Linked DNA regions of Mus musculus: all the other regions are linked to region 3. Evidence: chromatin contacts called from public HiChIP or PLAC-seq data. All regions are on one chromosome and are shown on one strand. The core of a region is the stretch at or near the end of the contact, and the rest is flanking DNA. Distances in the headings are between cores, read along the strand shown.

The links. HiChIP or PLAC-seq counts read pairs in DNA pulled down with a chosen protein or histone mark.
Region 1: an HNF4G HiChIP or PLAC-seq map of pancreatic cancer cells shows a contact between it and region 3. The contact joins the promoter of Mkrn2 here to the promoter of Vgll4 in region 3. A contact is called at or near these places in 1 of 484 Hi-C or Micro-C datasets (the N1E-115 cell line) and 3 of 115 datasets of contacts at active chromatin or transcription factors (astrocytes, pancreatic cancer cells and regulatory T cell precursor).
Region 2: a contact with region 3 is called in a FOXA1 HiChIP or PLAC-seq map of pancreatic cancer cells. The contact joins the promoter of Tmem40 here to the promoter of Vgll4 in region 3. A contact is called at or near these places in 2 of 39 promoter capture datasets (embryonic stem cells and stem cell-derived epiblast-like cells), 1 of 484 Hi-C or Micro-C datasets (LSK cells) and 4 of 115 datasets of contacts at active chromatin or transcription factors (large pre-B cells, memory CD8 T cells, neural tube and 1 more).
Region 4: a contact with region 3 is called in an H3K4me3 HiChIP or PLAC-seq map of embryonic forebrain, with 2.2 times the contacts expected there. The contact joins the promoter of Slc6a1 here to the promoter of Vgll4 in region 3. A contact is called at or near these places in 1 of 39 promoter capture datasets (hippocampal neurons) and 1 of 115 datasets of contacts at active chromatin or transcription factors (embryonic forebrain).

Annotation. Positions count from the first base shown.
Region 1 is chr6:115,599,649-115,604,975 of GRCm38.p6, reverse strand. Mkrn2 (makorin, ring finger protein, 2) reads right to left here and starts at 3,038. Exons shown (of 8, transcript NM_023290.3): 1 at 2,963-3,038. The coding sequence starts at 2,988.
Region 2 is chr6:115,757,618-115,762,870 of GRCm38.p6, reverse strand. It overlaps Tmem40 (transmembrane protein 40), which reads left to right and starts at 3,872. Exons shown (of 12, transcript NM_144805.2): 1 at 3,872-3,933.
Region 3 is chr6:114,919,535-114,924,589 of GRCm38.p6, reverse strand. Vgll4 (vestigial like family member 4) reads left to right here and starts at 2,769. Exons shown (of 5, transcript NM_177683.3): 1 at 2,769-3,273. The coding sequence starts at 3,192.
Region 4 is chr6:114,281,080-114,286,532 of GRCm38.p6, reverse strand. It overlaps Slc6a1 (solute carrier family 6 (neurotransmitter transporter, GABA), member 1), which reads right to left and starts at 3,898. Exons shown (of 16, transcript NM_178703.4): 1 at 3,657-3,898.

The DNA of each region.
Region 1 (5,327 bases), core at 1,789-4,288, 680 kb before region 3:
ATATTGCAATTTTCCCACTTAAATACTTTGTATTTAGCAGGGCCTGACTCCTTCACAGCTTAAAAAAAAAAAAACAACCTTTAAAAAACAAAAATGTGTGTGTCTATGTGTTACCTGTGGCTATGTCTTTGCACTGTGTACACGTGTGATGCCTGAAGGGGCAGAACCCTGTCAGATCCCCTAGAACTGGAGTTACACATGGCTATGAGCCACTATACCAATGGTAGAATTGAACCTGGTCTCTCTGCAGAAGTAGTCAGCATCCTTAACTCTCCAGTCCCGTCCTTCATACCCTTTTATAAGGAAACCTCCTTTTCATACATTTTTGTGAGAATGAGAACATGTGAAAACTCTGAAATGTCCTGCAGTTGAGCCCGGGGTCTAAGACTCAATGCTGGCTTCACACCTGTGTCACTCTGACGCTAACCCTGGGGAAAACCTGACAATACCAAGGTCGTTTCACTGTGGAAGATGTTCATAGAGTTGACAGATCTCAAGGTTGTGATGGATGCTACTGACTGCAGATCACTGAGGAGACAAATCTCCTGTCACAACTGTGAGGGAGAGGTGGGAAGACCCATCCTGAGTGTGGAGGTGTCGATCCTTAGGCTGGGGCCCAAGACTGAATAAAAAGGGAAGGGTGACCTCGGCACCAGCACTCTTTGCTGTCTGAGTGTATGAGGTCAGCTACAACAAGCTCCTGCCACCATGCCTTCCCCTCTGTCATGGGCTGTACCTGCAAACTGAGAGTCAAAATACAGCCTTCCTTCGTTACATGCTTCATCCAGGTATAGCACTATACAGCACTACACATTCTATGACTTGACAAGGCAGCAGAAAGAAGACCACAAACACTAGTCAACCCATCTAGCCCCAGCATTCCAACTCTTACCTGCACCACATCTTGGGTTCTCTTATTTGTGAGACAGAGCTAAAACTATCTCCGGGTACAAAGGGGGAGAATCAAAATGGCCGGGCTTAAGCATTACATGAAGGTTTTGTAGACACGTGTCTTAGGAAAGCCTTTAAGTGGTAGAACTAAAAAGCATCTAGGAGTCGGGCAGTGGTGGTGCACGCCTTTAATCCCAGCACTCGGGAGGCAGAGGCAGGCGGATTTCTGAGTTCGAGGCCAGCCTGGTCTACAGAGTGAGTTCCAGGACAGCCAGGGCTATACAGAGAAACCCTGTCTCAAAAACAAAAACAAAAAACAAAACAAAAAAACAAAACCATCTAGGTGTGGTGGCAATTAATTCTTGCATGGGAAGGAGAGGTAGGCAGATCTGAGTTCAAGGCCAGCCTGATACATATAGAGAGTTTCAGGATATACACAGAGAGACTCTGTCTCAAACAACAAAACTGTAAACAAGCAGAGTTTTAGAGGTTATTTTCTAAGTAGCTTGAGTCTGCTTTAAAGGCCACTGTGGTAGGAACACGTCCTCCTGCAGACGGAAGGGAGTAAGTACCCATTCACTCATCCTCAACAGAGACGTTCTAGTAGCGATGACCTGCAAGCACTGTTACAGGACTGCCGAAAAGTTCCCATTGCTGTGATAAATCACCAGGACCTAAAGCGACTTTGGGAGGAGAGCTTAGACTTGTAGGTATCTTCTACTTAAGTGTCTTACTCCATCACTATGGGAGGCCAGTGCAGGACTCCAGGCAGGAGCTAATGCAGAAGCAAGGAGAGTGCTGTTGACTGGCTTGACCCTCTTGGCTTGCTCAGCCTTTCTTACTGCACCCAGGACCACTAGCCCAGAGGTGGCACCACCCACAGTGAGCTGGGTCCTCCCACATCAGTTATCAACCAAGAGGTTCCCTCTTCCCAAATGATGATGTCTCATGTCAACTTTGTCAAGTTAACACAAAACTAGCATATGCATACACACAGACACACACAGACATACACAAACTGCAGTTTTCTGATTACTACTTAACATAAACCACCTGGGACCTTGGTACATGGTTCAACCCTTAATATCTTAAGTCGAACAGAACTCTTCATAAAGGTATTAGTTCTAGGAGTCTGCACTAATGAGAAATAACAAGGTCATTAAATGCTTACCACATATCCAAACTACATCTCAATTTCTTAATTTACTGAAACCAACTAAAGTCTGTATAAGCCGAGGCTCCTTTAATCCAAAAAGCTTGGGCTCAGGAGAGTCTTTAATTTTTTTTGTACTTTACAGTATTTTCATGTACATAAGGTCTTGGGGATAGTACAAGAGTCTAAACACAGAATTCATCATTTCACATATGCTTATACACATACCCTGAAAAAGTTCTCTGTGTAGCCTTTGCTGTCCTGGACTCCCTCTATAGACCAGGCTGGCTTCAACTAACTGAGATCCACCTGCCTCTGCCTCCCAGTGCTGGGATTAAAGGCGTGCGCCACCACCGCCCGCCTTCTATTTAGGTATCTTAAGAGTATTGGATTTTGGAGCCTTTTGAAATTTGGGTTTCCACAGTCGGGATTCTCACAAGCCTTACTTCCCAAGCTGCACCTCCTGAGCATGCAAACTCACAGGACTAGACCCCAATGACAGCCACAAGCTCGTCACCAAGTTAGTACGTTGCTACTCAACCCAACTATTTTTGTTTCAAAATAGTAGTCACGGAATAGTTTTCTGCTTTCCACTTCGTCTAACAAGCCGCCTTTCTGTTCCTAAATGGGTGTCGCTTTACCTCTGGTGGCCTCGGTTTCCTGCATCTCGAAATGGGACTCTTCGGAGGCTCAGTGGTGATGCTGGATAAGAAATGCGACCTGCCCGTGTTTCCCCGCAATCGCCCTCGCTCACTCTCTGCAAGTCGCGGTTGCAGCAGCTCTTGCCGCTCTAGCCTCTATGCGGCCTTCCTGCGCGTTATCCGCGCTGTCCGCCCCCCGCCACCGCCCGCCTCGGCCCCTCGCCTCCCTCCCTGGCTGCCCCGCAGCGCCCAAGGCCCAGAGGGGCCGCGCACTCACCTGCAGGTGACCTGCTTGGTGCTCATGGCGGCGGGGCCACGGGCTGGAGTCGCACTGAAACCTCAGAGCCGCCAGCGCCGTGGCCCAGCCCGGCCCCGCCCCGCCCTTCCCCGCCCCGCCCCGCCCCCCGCGGAGTCGCGTCACTCCTGCGCGCGCCACCCTCGTTCGTGCGCTACTTCTAAGGTGCCGCCCGGAAACCTAACCACCATCACAATGGGTTCCGCCAGGGCCTGGAGCCGGAAGGTCCCTACTCCTTAGTAGTCCGGATCCCAACTTTCTGAGGCTAAGGGTCTGAGCATGTCTAGTATACTGAATTTACCAATCATCTGCGAGGCCCTTACTTCTAGGGTTCGGCCCCCATCTCTCAAGGCAGTCTTTTAAGATGATGATGATGATGATTGATGATGTTAATGATGATAAAAGTAATTTTACTATTTATCTTTATTTTATGATATGAGTGTTTTTGCCTGCATGTGTGGCTGTACACCAAGTGGAATGCAGTGCTGGTGCAAGCCAGAAGAGGGAGTTAGATCACCTGAAACTGGAGTTGCAGACGATTGTGAGTTACCATGTCGGTGCTGGGAACTGAACCCTGGTCCCCAACTAAACAGCCAGTGCTCCTAACCACTGAGCCATCCTCTAGTAAGAATTTTTATTTATTTATTTATTTTTGGATAATTTCATACATGTGTACAATGTATTTGATTATATCCACACCAAATATCCTCTCCCCGTACTGATCTTTTTGTGTACATACATACATACATACATACATGCATACATACATACATACGTACATAACTCAAGGCAGGAATCTGGAGGCAGACACTGAAGCAGTATGTACATATATATAATTTGGATTTTTGCAAACTACAGTTGTGTTATCAGCTTTGAAAAAGTGTCTCCTGGTTTATTGTGTTGAGTTGGCATTGTATAGAAATGAACAGCAGGGGGCTGGAGAGATGGCTCAACGGTTAAGAGCACTGACTGCTCTTCTGAAGATCCTGAGTTCAAATCCCAGCAACCACATGGTGGCTCACAACCAGCCGAAATGAGATCATGAGATCTGGTGCCCTCTTCTGGTGTGTCTGAAAACAGCAACAGTGTACTTACATATAATAAATAAATTTAAAAAAGAAGAAGAAGAAAAAATGAACAGCATAGTACTCTGGAAACATTATGGGTATTCTTTTCATTTTATAGAGGTGGTACACTGTAAAAACAGGTAAGGACTTCTGAATGCTCAGCTCTAAATAGAACATGTGTGCCAATACCCTGACCTTGCTAGCAAGGCTCTGAGAATATCATGGAAGGGGGAGAAAGAATGTAAAAGCTGGAGGGTTGGGAGAGTGCCATGGAATGCTGTCTCCCGACATGACATAGCTTTAGACTTAGGAACACTCAGTAGCTGTGGCTACCTACAAAAGATCTGCAGAAGACTGTGCCCACGGCCAATTGTGGTAGTGCATGCCTGTGATGGTTTGTATGTGCTTGCCCAGAGAATGGCACTATTTGAAGGTGTGGCCCTGTTAGAGTAGGTGTGTTAGTGTGAGTGTGGGCATTAAGATCCTCATCCTAGCTGCCTGGAAGTGAGTCTCCCACTAGCAGCCTTAAGACAAAGATGCAGAGCCGGGCGTGGTGGCTCACGCCTTTAATCCCAGCACTCAGGAGGCAGAGGCAGGTGGATTTCTGAGTTCGAGGCTAGCCTGGTCTACAAAGTGAGTTCCAGGACAGCCAGGGCTATACAGAGAAACCCTGTCTCAAAAAAAAAAAAAAAAAAAAAGACAAAGATGTAGAACTCTCAGCTCTACCTGCACCATGCCTGCCTGGATGCTGCCATGTTCCTGCCTTGATGATAATGGACTGAACTTCTGAACCTGTAAGCCAGCCCCAATTAAATGTTGTCCTTTATAAAACTTGTATTGGTCATGGTGTCTATTCACAGCAGTAAAACCCTGTGCTAGGCCTGACCATGCTTTTGTTTGGAAGAATATAGATTTGGGGACTTTGGATTTGGAAAGCAGTGGAATGCTTTAAAAAGGGATTAGTGGGTTATCCTAGCAGGAATACGGAAGACTTTGTTACTGAGAGTGATTTGAATTGTGCTGACCTGGCCCAAGAGGTTTCAGGGGAGAATTTCAGTTTGTGGGCTAGAGACTGTTTTTGTGGTATTTTTGGTGAAGAATATGCTCTTGTCTGAAGAGTCTGCCTGAGGCTAAAGTGAAGAGACACAGATTGATTGCATTGACAAAGGAAGCCTCAGAAAAGCCCATCATAGACTTTGTTTTCTGGTTAAGCCTCATGAAGAGCATTTTAAACAAGTGCAGCCAGCTGATAATGGAAAAATATAAAAATATATGGTTTG
Region 2 (5,253 bases), core at 2,623-5,122, 840 kb before region 3:
CAGACAATTCCCTTCCACCTCTAGGTCTAGACACTCTCAGCTATAAAATGCGCTTAAGGATGACCATTCAAGGGTCAGGCATGGTGACCCACACCTTTAATCCCAGCCCTTGAGAGACAGAGAGACAGCCACAGAGACAGGAGAATCTCTGTGAGTTGGAGGCTAGCATGGTATCCAAAATACTTCCACCCACAGCTACATAGTGAGACTTTGTTTTGAAAAAGAATGACTTCTCAGGAGCTGGAGACTTGACTCAGCCTTAGAGCTCTTGCCCAGCACCCACCAGAGAGGTGCTAGACTCAGGGTGTGGCTCAGCAGTACCCTAGGAGGCCTACATTCTATTCACAGCACTGGGGGGAGGGTGATAGAATCCAATCCAATAAAAAACTGTTCATTCAGTCTGCTTCGCTGCTGTGAATAGACAAGGGAATGGCTATTCAGCACTTTCAGAGAGTGGCCGGTGGACACAGAAACTATCTGCCCACCACGAGCTGACAGAGGATCTGACTCCTCCTATCAACTCTGCAGCGAGGGCAAGAGCAAGCAGAAAGCAGGCCAGAGGCATGGACTGACATCTCACCAAGAGAAAGGAAAGGAGGTGTGTGGAGTGATATCCAGCAGGGTTAGCCGTCACGGAAAGGAGATCAATGGCTGGGGGCGTGGTTCAGTGGTGGGGGCTTGAACAAGGCCGTCGGTTTGGTTCCCAACACCAAAGAAAGGAGGAGGAAGAGAACAGAGGAGGGAGAGAAGGGGGAGGAGCAGAGAGAGAAGGAGGAAGGGGGAGGAGGAAGGAGGAGGAAGAAGAGGGAGGAGGAAGGAGTAGAGGAAGGGGGAGGAGGAAGGAGGAGGGGAAGGGGGAGGGGGAAAACTCAGGTTTCAGTCCTACATTTGAATAGCATAAACTGGACCTGTGTAAGCCTGTGGATTAACTTGGAGTTTCTCCATGGACTGGGAAGGGTTGGGGTTTCAAGCCAATGAGACTTTGGTGCCAATCTCAGCCCAGCCTTGTGACCTTGAGAAAAATAATTTCATCTCACTTTTTGTATCCATGAAATGGACACAATACTCTGATTTAGAATTGTTTGTTTGGGTTTAATTTAGTCAAACAAAATGATTTTTTAAAGCTAAAAATCTCCCTATGTAGACCAGGCTGGTCTGAAACTCACAGAAATCCTCCTGCTTCAACCTCTTGAGTACTGGGAGTACAAGTGTGAGCCATTACCCCTGGCCTTGGAGAAGTCATTTTACAGGCAATTTCAGATGGAAAAGCTAGGTCCTGCCCTCCCAGACATCCTTGGGGTGTGTGTGTGTGTGTGTGTGTGTGTGTGTGTGTGTGTGTGTGTAAACAGCCAGACCCCTGGGGCTCACAGCAGGGGAGATTTCTTTTCTTTTCCTTCTACACTTATAGGGCATATGTATGTATCAGGTCTAACAAGTCACTGGGGCTTCTTCAAGAATCCCATGGTCTAATCCCAAGAACAATAAGGCATAGCAAAGGCTGGGTGTCATTGGCCAGCAGACACAGCACCCTGTCATATGTAGGGAGCTGCTGCCTTATCATTTTAACAAATGGGGAAACTGAGTCTCGGCTGTCTGACTGTTGTCTGTAGGGTGCACGTGCCTGCTGAGTCAGGGGTCTGGGTAGTAGTTCTGGAATGCAGGAAAGCTGTCAGTCAAGCCCAGCTGCTGTGCTGACTCCCCGGGGGCTGTCAGCTGTGCTCCATCCTGGTGGGAGGCTGTGAGTCACCCACACACTGGGCACTGACATCACCTGGGTGGAGCTAAGGTGGGGGGGGGGCTCCTTGACACCTCAGACAGGTCCACCCTGACTATGACATCTGCCCACTCGGAGGTACTGCTGTCAGGCTCCAGGTAAATATCCAAGCAGGTGCTTCAGGAGAGGCAGAGAGGGAAACTGAGGCACGGGGTGGGGGTGGGGGGAAGTGCCTCATGACAGAATCAGAAGAAGGGAAACCAAAGTTAGACGATTCCTTTGAGAAGGCACTTCCTGTGTGCCAGTCATTTAAGCCTTCAAGATGGCAGAAAACATTCAGACTGGTGGGGCTCTGACATGAGCATGTGTCAGCGCAGATGTGCTAGGATAGCCTGGGGACAACTTGTGATTGCATGTGGCTAGGAAGGGCCCCGGGGGTTTAGCAGTTTCTAAGGGGTTTCCAGGTGATTTTGTCTCTTGCTCATCTGAAGTGAGTACATTATGAGAATAAATAAGGTTGTTTGTTTGTTTGTTTGTTTGTTCTCATACCATATGGAGTGATGTCTGGAGTGTGCCCTCCACCCTCCCCACCACCAGACACGCACACATCAGGCTAACCTTTCTGATCGCTTTCTCATGCAGCAAAATTGACTGAATGCCTTCTACACATTGGTCCCTGTCCCAGATCCTAGAGCACGTGCTTAATGAGGAAATTTGCACCAGAAAATAACGTGTGGAGTGTGGAACAGCAGGGCAGACTGAGGCAGGCTGAGGCAGGCAGAGGCAGGCTGAGGCAGGCAGAGGCAGGCTGAGGCAGGCAGAGGCAGGCTGAAACAGGCTGAGGCAGGCTGAGGCAGGCTGAGGCAGGCTGAGGCAGGCTGAGGCAGGCTGAGGTAGGCTGAGGTAGGCTGAGGAGGAGCTAGCGTCCTAGCAGGCTGATCACAGCAGGCCCTTTGGGAAGGTAACATTTGAATAGAGACCTAAAGAGTGAAGAAAGAAGGCTTTCTAAGGGAAAGAGTTCTGAATAGAACAGCCAGTGCAAAGGTCCTGAGGTAGGTGCCTATCTGGGATAGCACTGGCTGAGGGAGAGAGGCTGTCATAGAGTTAAGGTCGGAACAAGAGGCATGGGGCAGATGGACTTCGAGAATGGGCTGTGCCCTGAGAACTGACAGTTATTCATAGTGGGTACGGAGCTAAATTGGCTGCCCAGTTGGACAGCAATGGGGGAGGGGCAGGGCAGAAGCCGGGGAAGAGAAGTGGTGGTGTAAGAACCACATGGTGACTGTGGAAGTGGATTGGGGGCAGGGGTGGGGCTTGGGGGACAACAGAGGCAGGCCTGTAGGACTTGCTTCACAGGTTGAGCACATGCTGAGCTTGAGCAAATAGTCATGGGTCGGGCCTGAGACTAGGATGAGCGGGGCCTTCTTTTCCAGGAAGCTCATGGCCCTGCCTTTTATCCCTGCTGGTCGGTACTCCCCTGGACAGTGGCAGCAAACATTTCCTGTCCTGTTGCTCAGGGTGACTGATGAGTGAGCACAACGCAGAGGTGGCAGCTGGGTGAGGTAACCCTTGGTTTCCTGCCTCTTGAGGACTGAGTTCCTACCCATCCTAGCCAGGCGGCTGCTCTCCTGACCTGCCTCCTTGCTTCCACCCAGTTCCCTCCCCAAGGGGAAGCACTGTATGGCTTTCAGCCCCTCTCCATGGTCCCTGAACTCCCTCGTCCTCTCCATACACCACTCCAGCCTTGGTATCCAGAAGCAGGGAACATGACAGCATCTTCTAACTTGCAGGGCAGGTCGGGACACATGGCTGGAACCTGAATCAGCCGCCTGGGCAAGGAGGAGGAACCCAAGACAAACCCTCAACTCCTCCCTTCCTGGAGTTTGTCACGACCTGGGGAGGTCCACCATGGTTGCCACTCGGGGCTTCAGGTTTTAGTGTGATCCTGGGGTCTGTGGGGGTGTGTTTGCCACCATCAGCCCCTCTTAGGATGCTGGGGGAAGAGGCAAGTCAGACAGGAAGGCCTGGGGGCTGATAGCACCACAGGAAGGAATGCCAATGCCACAGCACCAGGGTGAGCCAGCGGGGGCCCAGGGGCAACGTCATGGTTGCCCCGCCCTCTGCTGTCACGGTGCCATGGCCTCTCCTTCCCCAGCCCGGCCACATTCACAGTCAACACACAGCTCACCTTGCAGCTCACATGAGCCCAGGGACTCCAGGTAATGGGACATGGGACATGGGACTGGTCAAGCAGGGGTGGGGGTGGATCGGGGTGGTTTCAAGAGGATTGGGAGACATGGTTGATCTTTAGGCTCCCTGTGCTTCCTTGGTGGCCTGGGATGGAAGCCCAGCTCTGCACCTCCCTGGCTTGCTGAGGCCCCTCAGTGTCCGTTGTGGATGACATCGGGGCAGGATGGACCATTTGCCCCTCATATTTGTTTTGACACTTCCATAGCTTAGACAGTCCATGACCAGCGCTGACTCTTATCACTGGCTTGCTGTGGACTTTTAGAAATGCCTGGCCTCACTGGACCTCAGTTTCCCCATTTGGAAATGAAGGATTTGACTAAGTATCTAGAGGCTTTTCTCAGCCTGTTGTGGTGGAAGCCAGAAGCTTAGGGAATGCAAAGGGTCTCAGCCTCGGCCTCTGGCTCAGATCAGGTAAAGCCACCTTCCTCCCTCATAGCCTCTCATCACGAGGGATGGCCCCAGGGGAGAGGGTGCTGGCAGACCCCAGGGAACCACACTCAGCCCTCTTGGGGGTTACTTCTCCCTATGACAGCCATCCTCATCCGGTGGTTTCTGCTCAGAGTATCCTGGTCCTCAAGCCCCCAACAGGTCTTTTAAAGGGGACAGAATGGTGCTATTGTCCTCTTTAGTTCTGTTTAAAACTGCCCTAGATAATCCAGGGCCCTACCTAGAGGTAGGAGCATGTGTTAGGGGAGGCATGGTGAAAATAATGTGTGTGGTGGTGGTGGTGGTGGTGGTAGTGGTGGAGTTGTGGGGGGGGGACACCCTGTTTTGGTCAAGGAAACAGATCTGTAGAGAGTGGGACCAGAACTCTGGGTGATGTGGCCTCTGCCACACTAGCCCATCTGGCTCTAACATTCTCCTGAAGCTGCTTTCTCAGCCACGTCTGTTCTCCCCCACCTGTGTGTGTGTGTGTGTGTGTGTGAGACTCTTCCTCTGTCTTTCTGTCTCTCTCTGTCCCTCTCTCTCTGAAACAGCTTTGTTGAACCAGACATGACAACATATACCTGTAACCCCAGCACTTGGGAGATGGGGTCAGGAGAATCAGGAGTTCAAAGTCACCCTCAACTATACAATAAGTTCAAGGCCAGCCTGGGCTACATGAAAGCCTGTCTCACCTGCCTCCTTTATTGACAGATGGGCTTTGTCTGCTGTAATCGTTCCCTCTTTACAAGGACAATTCAGAGGTTTCCCATAGACTCACTGAATTATACAACCTTGGCTATCAAATTCAAAACACTTCTCATCCCAGGATAGGGCTGGTCCTGTACAACGGGCACTTCCCCCTC
Region 3 (5,055 bases), core at 1,520-4,019:
TTGTGTTTTAAGTCAGGTGCTTCCATCGTGGTCCTTTGAAGGTCTTGTTAATTGCTTAGAATTGTACTGCCTTTAGTTACTAAGCTTTAAAGACACTGCAGTTGGATGTGGTGGCCCACGGTTGTAGTCTTTTTTTTTTTCTTTCCATTTTTTATTAGGTATTTAGCTCATTTACATTTCCAATGCTATACCAAAAGTCCCCCATACCCACCCACCCCCACTCCCCTACCCACCCACTCCCCCTTTTTGGCCCTGGCGTTCCCCTGTTCTGGGGCATATAAAGTTTGTGTGTCCAATGGGCCTCTCTTTCCAGTGATGGCCGACTAGGCCATCTTTTGATACATATGCAGCTAGAGTCAAGAGCTCCGGGGTACTGGTTAGTTCATAATGTTGATCCACCTATAGGGTTGCAGATCCCTTTAGCTCCTTGGGTACTTTCTCTAGCTCCTCCATTGGGAGCCCTGTGATCCATCCATTAGCTGACTGTGGGGGTTGTAGTCTTGATATCAGCAATGCAGAGGCAGGTGAATCATGAGTTTAAGCCAACCTTGACTATAAAGCGAGACCCAGTCTTAAAAACAAAATCACCATCACCAACAAGATGCATAGGAGCTGAAGGGACAACAGAGTGGTTTGTAACACGTTCTGCTCTTACGGAGGATCCTAGTTCCGTTCCCAGCTGCCACATTGGGCAGCTCATCGCTGTCTGTAACTCTAGCTCCAGGGGTTCCAAGAACTCTTCTGGACTCTGTAGGTACCTGCGTCACATGCACAGCCTCCACTCTATACACATAATTAAAAATAAAAATAGCTCTTTAAAAAAAGGACATATATCTTCCCAGGGATTATTATCTTGCCTTTTCACTTTAAAGTGGAGAGCTTCCTCCTTCACCTTCATTGCATCAGGAAAACACCCCTCGTGGGTTGATGAGCATTGTGGAGAAATATGAAAACAGCCAGCCATTTAAAGCTGAGCGTGTCTGAGCAGGCATGGTGGCACACAGCTTTAATCCCTGCACTGGATGGGCAGAGGCAGGCGGATCTCTGTGAGTCTGAGGTCAGTCACATCTACATAGTGAGTTCCAGGACAGCCAGGGCTTTAAAGTGAGACCCCATCTTTGGGGGGGGGGGGGACACGGAAGCTGAGCATGTCTGCGTCTGACTTTGGGGGGAGTTTGTTCTTTCCGTTTACCACATAGGTCCCTGGGATTGAGCTTGGTGTCCCCTTGCCTACAAACCATCATATTTGATGTTGAGTCATGGAGGAGAAGTTGCTAAGCGTTTTGTGTGTACCCCTCCATCTGTAGGGGATTGCTTCAATCTTAAAATAAGTGACTGTAATGAAGTCTTGGGAAGGTGTGACAGAGCTGACAGTAGCCCAGAGAGGTCTTGGAACTTGTGGCAGTTCCTCTCCCTCGGATTCCGACTGCTAGAATTACAGGCTGGTGCCACTCTGCCAGGCTGCAGCAGAGTCACTTAGAGCAGGTCTTTTCCTTTCTTCCATGATGCTGATGAAGCTCAGCACTGCTCTGGATTTGAACTTGGAACATTTTTAAAGTTTCCATGATTGGTCACAACCTCCCAGATGAGTTTGGAAAACAGATTTTTAAAAAGTATTTTTTTTTTTTTGTACATTTTTTTTTTCCAATGTCTGTGTGTCATTGCATGCGGTACCCATGGAGGCCAGAAGAGGGAGTCAGGTTCCATGGAAATAGAGTTACAGGTGCTTATGAGTGCTGGGTACTGAACTCAAGTGTTCTGCAAAAGTGGCCAGTGCTCGGAACCACCTCTCCAGCCAGCTCCCCACTCCCCCGTTTGTGTGTGTGTGTGTGTGTGTTTGTGTGTGTGTGTGTGTGTGAGAGAGAGAGAGAGAGAGAGAGAGAGACAGAGACAGAGAGACAGAGAGACAGAGAGAGAGCGAGAGAGAGAGACAGACAGACACAGAGAGAGAGAGAGAGAGAGAGAGAGAGAGAGAGAGAGAGAGAGGGAGGGAGAGAGGGAGAGAGAGACCTGTAGGCCACTCACTTGTCCCCAGATCTGTTTACTCTTCTGAGGACGGATTTGCCTCTGGTGTCCTGTCCATCTGTACAGCTACAGAGTTTAGGAAGGAAGTTACATGTAACATTGACTTTGAAAATGTAAACACTCGGGCTGGAGAGATGGCTCAGCGGTTAAGAGCACTGATTGTTCTTCCAGAGGTCCTGAGTTCAAATCCCAGCAACCACATGGTGGCTCACAACCACCCATAATGAGACCTGAAGACAGCTACAATGTACTTACATATAATAAATAAATAAATAAAATCTTTAAAAAAAAAAAAAAAAAAAAAAAAAAAAGAAAATGTAAACACTCGCTGTGTCCCTGGACTTAATAAACCCATCTTACAAAGAAACAAAGAAACCTTGTACCAAACAGAGCACACCCCTGTGGAAGCCCTGGATTCCCAGCCCTTGCAACGAAGTCACGGAAAGTTAAATTCCCTGTACTTTGCTTCCACAGCAGATTTTCTTTTTTAAACTTTGTGCTTAGCCTCCCCCACAAACAAAACACCCACAAACTTGCTGGGGTTTACTTCCTCGGCCTCTGCCTCTGCCGGCCTCTGGCTCCGGGGAGGAAAGGCTCTCCTCACCCCCTGTGCCTCACTGCCCCCGCCTCTTTCTGCTTCCTGCTAATTCTGCAGCGCCTGGAGCCTGAGCCGAGGCTCCAGTGAGCATGCTCACAGCAGCCCTCTACCCCCTCCCAAAAGCAGAGGAAGCTGGTTTACATACGAGTCATACCAAGCATAGCCCGCATGTCAGTGCAGTCAGCTTGCAGCGGGCTGTGAGGGAGAGTGCCTTTGTCCTGAGAAATGTGCTTTGTGTTTTTCTTTTTTACTGCTTTCTTTTTAAACCCCCAAGACGGGCTCGAGAAGTCTTCTGAAATGATTTTTTAAAGCCGAATAGAAGACACAATCAGACACCTTCCACAAGCCCTTGACGGGTTTTGTTTGAGTCTGATTTTTGTGTGTGTGTGTGTGTGTGTATGATTTTTAAAAACCTTTTACATACTTTGTTTTGATCTCCTGAGGCTGGGCCTCTGTCTTCCTGAAGTTTTAGGAGAGCCTGGAGCTACTCAGCTAAGACTGAATTTTGAAACTTTCTCTTTGGGGGTGAAAGCAAAGAACTGTTTTTCTTTGCTAGCCGGACAGATAAATGCTGTTTATGAAGATGGACCTGTTGAACTACCAATACTTGGACAAGATGAACAACAATATCGGCGTTCTGTGCTATGAAGGTAGATGTTCTAGAATGTACTCTTTGCTTTTGTGATGGCCACTCCTCCTTTGGAGGGGGGCTTTGACTGGCTTATGAACATTTTCTTGTCTTTCTTGTGATGGTGGAGCGAGTGGAAAGAGAGTTGTGTACCATTTCAGGACAGTTCGCTTTTGCCCGGCAGGAGGGTGGCAGCCGGGGAGGGCTGGAGGAGACACGCTGTTAAAAGTTTACTTGTGATGTACTAGCAAGGTCTGACAAGATCGTTACATTATAAGTGATTTTTCTCTTTTGATTTTGTTGGCATTTTATGCATAAGTAGGAATTTACAGAAGTAAGGAGAAGTTAAACATGTGGGTGCTGGAGTAGAGGGGAGGGGCCTTGGGACTTATTTTTAAACGTATCACCGTGTACAGTGTTCGGTGTGGACCCTTGCTCTGAATTTCATGTGGTAGAGGAACAACAGCAGAAAGCCACAGTAAGTTGTTGTTTTCCTGAGCCATTGTCTCAGGCATCAAGGGGTTTTTTTCCTGTGAGGTTTGTGGGACTGGCAGGGCCTGGTGTCAGGGAGCCCAGGCCGGGCTCTTTGTCTGCCGCCCCATTTCCTGTGCAGAGAGCTGACAGTGAGACAGGCTCCCTCCAACCCCAGTCCCTGGCAATTACACCATAAGCAGCCGGAAGGCTGAAGAAAGTGGAAAATACCCCCACCCCTAGATTTGCCCATCACCTCCCCTTCCCCTGGGCACTCCCTGTAGTAAGTTAAGCTTCTCTGGAGAAAACCCCAATCCCATCTTTTGGAATCTTACCTACGTGCGATTTGAGACCAGGGTAATGGGGCTGAGTTGTGGCACTGGCCGGGCAGGGAGAGACCTGGGGCTGCCGGGAGTCTTTCCTGGTGTCTTCCTGCTGTGGGCAGCAGGCTCTGGGGTCTCTCACCTAGTAATCCTAGAGAGTTGTCTGCTTTGTCTTGAACAGAAGTTAAAAGAGGGAGCAGAGTTGGTTGTGTTCGTGTAAAAGTTTAAGATCTGCTTCTTAAGTTGTTGAAAACATACCCTTTCTCTCTCAAGCCTGCTTTAAAATTAACTTTATGGGGGAAAAATCTCATTTAAAGGGGTTTTGTTGTTGTTTTGCCTTTTTAAAAATAAGATATCACTTTACTTTGACAAGTTTCCTCTACATATAAAAAGCACCTCAGCTTCTCAGCTTCCAAACCCTCTCGTCTCAAAGGCTGGATTCTCCAGAAGCCACCAGACGCGATTTCTGCTGGGATTCATGCATTGTCTTTAAAAAAAAAAAAAAAAAAAGAAAAGAAAAAAAGAATCCACATCGAAAGCTCAAAACTTTTAATGTGATTTCTTTGTCAACAAATAATCTTTAAAAAACAAAACAGAGTGCCTGGCTGGCCCGGGTGAGGCACGTAGAGGCTGCTAGGACAGTGGTTCCTTCCTTGTGTCCCAGGAGGAAGTTCTGCAGCTCCCCCAGGTGGGTGTGTGGTTCCACAGAAAGCACAAATGCCAACAGTTAGCTGTCCTGTTTCCTTCGATGTTTGGAAGAGCAGACCTAGAAGCTGAGAGCCGAGTGGATGCGTGGGATCCCAGGCTATCATCTGTTTAGTTTAAACATCTGCTCCTGTTTTCCTTATTATGAAAGGTAATATTATTCTAACACCAAAATAAATACACAGGAAATTAAGAAAAGCGCAGCAAAACCTGAGTAGTGCTCAGAGCCAGTTGTTTATGTCCTCTGGTTTCCTCGCTGTAAACACCACACACATCTGGTCTCCACTGCGAGGGCTGTGTGGAAG
Region 4 (5,453 bases), core at 2,649-5,148, 640 kb after region 3:
TGCAGGCCACCAATGCCAGCTTTAAATGAAGTACAGGCCATGGCATGGACCTGTTGGGATAAGATGGTGACCTCAGCTAGAATCTCAGTTCTGCATCATAACGGCAGAGGTCTCCAAACTTCAGCTTCCCCCTAAGTCAAGAGCCACTAACAACTGACTGATGCCTGGTCTTCTCGAGCTGTGGTTAGGCTCAGATGCTGGGGACGCACTCGGGAGACCCTGTAGTTTCTCTAGTGGGCTGTGCCTGTGCTTCACCGCGGCCGGTATCACCTGCAAGAGACTTAGAGACTTGATGGCTGAGTTCAGACTCAGCCCCATTTATTGTCCTCTGATACAACAAGTACACAGGGATAGGTATACACAGCTCACAGGAGCTTATACAAATTAAATGACACAGAAGTGTATCATGGGGCACGTTCTGTGGCACATTGTCAATATGCAGGCAATGACAGTTGTCCCTGTAGTTGCAATGCTGGCGTGAGGATGAGGGTTCTTGGAAATTGTTCCTCTGTTTACATCTGAATTCCAGGTCTCTGTTCAAGCGTCACAGCTTGCGTTCACACCTACTGCCTGTACCAAGAAACAGGGCCCTGTTCTGCGTGGGCTTCTCTCTGCTTCCTTCTGCCTCTGAGGGCTCAGAGTCAGTCTATGGTAGAGGACAGTGCTAGGTGTCTAACAAATTCACAGAGACACCTCTTCCAGGAAGCCCTATTTTGAGATTAGAATCTGACTGACCATCCTCTTCCCTCTCAGAGGCAGGGGGTGGGGGGTAGGGGGGAGGCTCTCTTCCACTACCTAAGAATGACTTTCAGAGAATAGGGCAAAGCTGTCAAAAAAAAAAAAAAAAAGTCGACAAATCCTGGAGCAGTGGATACTTGGTGACCTCATCAGCTGGGGGAGGGGCTGCTCTCATTAGCAGGGGGAGGAGCTACTCTTTGCAGATGAAGTCATTTCAAGGTCATCTGAAGTCATTCTAAGGTCATTTCCATCTCAGCGAGGGCTGACCACTATTCCCCAAGTAAAGGATTGGTAACATTGCAGCGCTGAGTGAAAAAGACAGCTCCTATTTAGGCAAAGACAGGCCCTGTTGCCACGTTTCCATTTTAGGACCAGGCAAGGAGGCATAGGGGTGCTCTCTCCTTGGGTTTGGCTTCAGGAATGCAATGGACAGAGCAGGGAGCTGTGGTTCAGCACAGCTTGAGATCAAAGGGCGACCTGTCGCGACATGGAACAGGCAGCAGGAAAAGGCATGGGACACTGCCCACTCTCAAGACTCTCAAGGTCGGGGGAACTTTCGGAATGCAGAGGGCTGCAAATAGGGGCCAAGTCTGGATTTGCTAGGGTCGACACTGGGCCGGGCATCCAACAAGCAAGAGACGGGGAGGGGGAGACAGTTCTGAATTCCAAGTGACCTGAAAAATCTCTCACAGCCAATCCTAGGAATGGCATTTCTGTGGGAGGCAATTTATTTAATGTTGCTCTAGATGTGCCACTTGCTGGGAAGGAAAAGAAGTAGCCATTTCTCTGACAGCAGGTCCAGAGGGACTAACTCACTGTCTGCCATGAAATCTCACTGTCACTACTCTTCCCTTGACTATCCCACTTTACAGATGTGAAGACTGAGACCGGGGAAGCACACTATGGCAGCCTAGGATTGCCTTGCCTCCTCCTTGCTGTGTGACCTTGACCAAGTTGTTCTCCCTCTTTGTGTCACCCTCTCCTCATTTCTGAAGTGAGGTTTAAAGCAGATCCTGTTGTACAAGGTTAGAAATGACAAGCTTGACGCACCAAAAGATTTTGACATTCCATTTCTTCTTTCCAAAGGGGATTAGAACTTGGCCAAGATCACCTGGCCAAGAAATTGTAAAAGTACCTAGCCCAAGGCATATTCATTCGTTCCTGGGTGTGGATTTGAACAAAGCATTTTATAACCTTCCTGCCTCAGCAACACAGGTAGACGTAAGGGCAGGTCATAGCTAGCTGGACCATTATTAGGCAATCGCCTTCCACCCAGGTGGGCTTTATTCTGGAACACATATTGAGTTCTTCCTGAGTTCTGGGTCTCACATAAACAAATTCACATCCCTTTCTCCTGGGTTGCCAGGAATGTCAAATACTGGGCTGAGACTAGTGTGGAGTTATGTGCATCTTTCTTTAGCCTTGCCTTCACCCTCTTAGCTGCCTATTCTTTGACCTCTGGACCCCTCGTTAGAGCCTCACCCAGGAGACCTTACTTCTCAACAAATGTGGGTCCCCAGAACACGGTTTCCACTGGGGACTGATCATTGCCGTTTTTTCCCTCAGTGGTGACCGGCCGTCTGTCTCCTGTGCCTTTCTCAGGGAACCCCACTCCACAGAAGCTCTGGGGACAGGGCAGCCTGTGTCTCACTGCCTGGGACTCACTGTTTGTCCTCTAGCCACTGGCCACCAAGCCAGCACTTGGCTGGAGCAGAGCGCTTTCTTTGTTTGCCGCCTGCCTGGCAATTCCTTTCTGAGGCTCAAGGGAGGCTCAGCCATTTTGCCCTCCAGCTCTAGGGAAAGCTCCCTCTTTCTCTCTTCTCTGCAGGGACTTACACCTCCCAGAGCCACTTTCTTTCTGCCTCCTTCGTTTGGAAGAGGGTCTGAGGATGCTTTGATCAAGACCTGATCCATCCTTTCCAGAACTGGGGTGGGGAAAGACTGCAGGGCACTTTGAATTCCCACAGATCGCTTTTGTTTTGCAATTTGGAAGTTGGGGTATGCACGCTCCACTGTTTCCACCAAAGTTCACAACAGAGAACATAGGCAGGACCCAGCACACCATTTTTTTTTTCTTTTGTCCAACACATTCCCTGTTTGCCATAGAAAAACTGGGGCTAGCATCAAGTTCCACTCGGCTGGACATAGTCCCTTCCCTGATGTGGCCACAGTCCTTTTCACCCCTGATCTTCGTGGGTGGGCAGGAGGTCCAGCCAGTAGACCTCAGGTGTCTTGGTCTTATAAACTGGCTTTCAAAAACCCATTTTTCCCCTTGAGACTCAGGTCTGTTTTGAGAGGACATTGGCTCCGTACAAAGCTGCCCACTCTGAGTCTCTTGTTGGAAGCCTAAAGCAAACACAGAACGGGACATCTGTGGGTGTCACCCATGGGGTGGGTGGGTACGGAGGGAAGCATGGAGAAGCCGTGATAATTGCCACAGAAAGGAAAGAGAAAAAACCTGGGAAAGGCAAACCACGGGAAGTCCTGGCCCGACCCACCTTTTGCACTGGGCATCTCTCAGGTGAACAGGACAGCAGCGCCAGCTTGCGCGCGCTCAGTCCCAGCTGCTGTACACTTTCTTAGAGACAAGGTTTCTTAAGAGCTTGAGCTGCCCCGGGATGGGAAGGAGATGTCTCCATCCTCGGGTAGTCCCCAGCCCCTCCATCCTCCCGCCCCTAATAAATAAGGCATGCGGAGACTGGGGATGTGGCGCAGGTTGGTCTGGCTCCCTCCTGGGCACCCCGCCGTCGGCTGGCGAACGAACTAGGACATAGACGGCACCTGGCCTCTTGGGACCCTCCCGCCTCCGGAGCATCCCTGGGATGCAGCTGGCGCACGTCGTGGGGCGAGGACGGGGGACGATGCAGCCTAGGGTCCCGCCCTCCACCCAGTGCCCCGACGCCAGCCTCCCTTCCTACCTGCGGCCGGGGCTGCGCGGGCCGCTCCGGGCTCGGCCGCGCTTGGACGCGGGCGCCTGGGCTCCTGGGCTCGCGCAGCTCGCCTGCAACCTCTCAGCTCTCTAGGGCTCCCAGGGCCGGCGGAGGGGGCGGGGCTGTCAAGACACGCCCTCTAGGCGGGGCTTGTCCGTGCCGTCTTGCCCGCCCCTACCTTTCAGCCTCCATCTCCCACCTTTTCTGTTCCTGCTCCTCTCTCCCAGTTACCTCTGCCCTACTCTCTCTTCCCTCTTCCTTCTGCCCTGTTCCCCCTCCCTCTGCCTGCCTCCTCCTCCCTCCGCCTACCCCCTTCTCTTTCCTCCCTCTGCCCTGCTCCCCTCCTTCCTAGGCCCTGCCCGCCTTGCCTCTTCTCTCTGCCTGCTGCCTCCTCTCTTCCCCATCTCCCTCCCACCTCCTCTCTCTCTCCCAGCCCTGCTCCCTCTCCCTCTTTTCCTTGGCCTCCACCCTCCTTCAGTCTCCTGGCCTCAAAGGTCTACCTTAATTGGTCTCTTGGTTTCTCTGGCTCTGTCACATCTCTCTTGGAAGCATTGTGGCAGTGGGGTAGGACTCTTCCCTCCTCTCTACCTCTCCTGTCTGCAGCTTCCTTCTTGGGAAACAAAGTTACCACCTGAGCTACTAGGTTGGGAAAGACTGTCACTGCAGGATTGGTCTTGGAGGATGTGTGTGTGTGTGTGTGTGTGTGTGCAGCAAACCACAAACTGGAAACCCCCAGGGTTGGCTAAGGACCCTAGGTGCTCTGCTTGCAGTTCTTGAGGCGTGAGGGATTATCTAGAACACCTCTGCCCCTGGCCAGCTCCAGCTACCTCTTTCCAAGTCCAGACCTTCTGGCTCCTTCCGTGGAGGCTTTGGGGAAAGGGGCATCTCTCCCTTTTCCATGTTCCCCAAAGACGCAGAAAGAATTCATTATCTCCAATTTCAATGGCCTCCTGCTTCTATCCCAGGGTCTGGCATTCAATATCTGACTTCCCATCCTCTAATTGCATTAACCCTGGGGTCTCCAACCTCAACTTCCAAAGGCTACATAGCTTTTGACTCTTTCTCCGCACTTCCTCCCACAAGCATCTAGGCTTAGGGCCCTATGGCCTCCTGACTGGTTACCAGGTGCTGACTGTGTGTACTTCAAATGAATCTTTCTGGGGCTCCCGTGAGCCCCACACACTCTGGTCTGGGCTTAGGGACACAATGGTAGACGCACAGGCCACTGCTCTTCTTATGGGGCAAGTGAAAGAAACGGGCTTTTTCCGAAACAACCTTTCGAGAGCCCAGACTGACAAGCTCTGCCAGGGCCACCCATGAGGGTCCCAGCCTAGGTTGGGATGAGGCATAGGTCCACCCATGAAAGTGCCACTGGGGTGGGAGCTGATGCGTGGATGAAACGACAAAGCTGTCAGGGGAAATGTGGCCGTGGCTCCCAACAAGATTAGGGAAGCAGCTTTTAATCCCAGCACTTGGGAGGCAGAGGTAGGTGGATTTCTGAGATCGAGACAAGCCTGGTCTACAGAGTGAGTTCCAGGACAGCCAGGGCTACACAGAGAAACCCTAAATCTCAAAAAACAAAAAAGATTAGGGAGGCAAGTGGGGAGGGTGCTTTGGCTTGCCTGATGATCATTTCAACGTCTTCTAGTCTCGGGAGCTCAGTTTTTACTATAGGGTCTTCTCCCCACGTCTCATAAGCATATGATTGGATACAGAGCTCCTGACCCTACGTGCAAATGTGACTAGAGCCATGCCAGCCAGGGTATATTACCTCAAAGCAAGGGC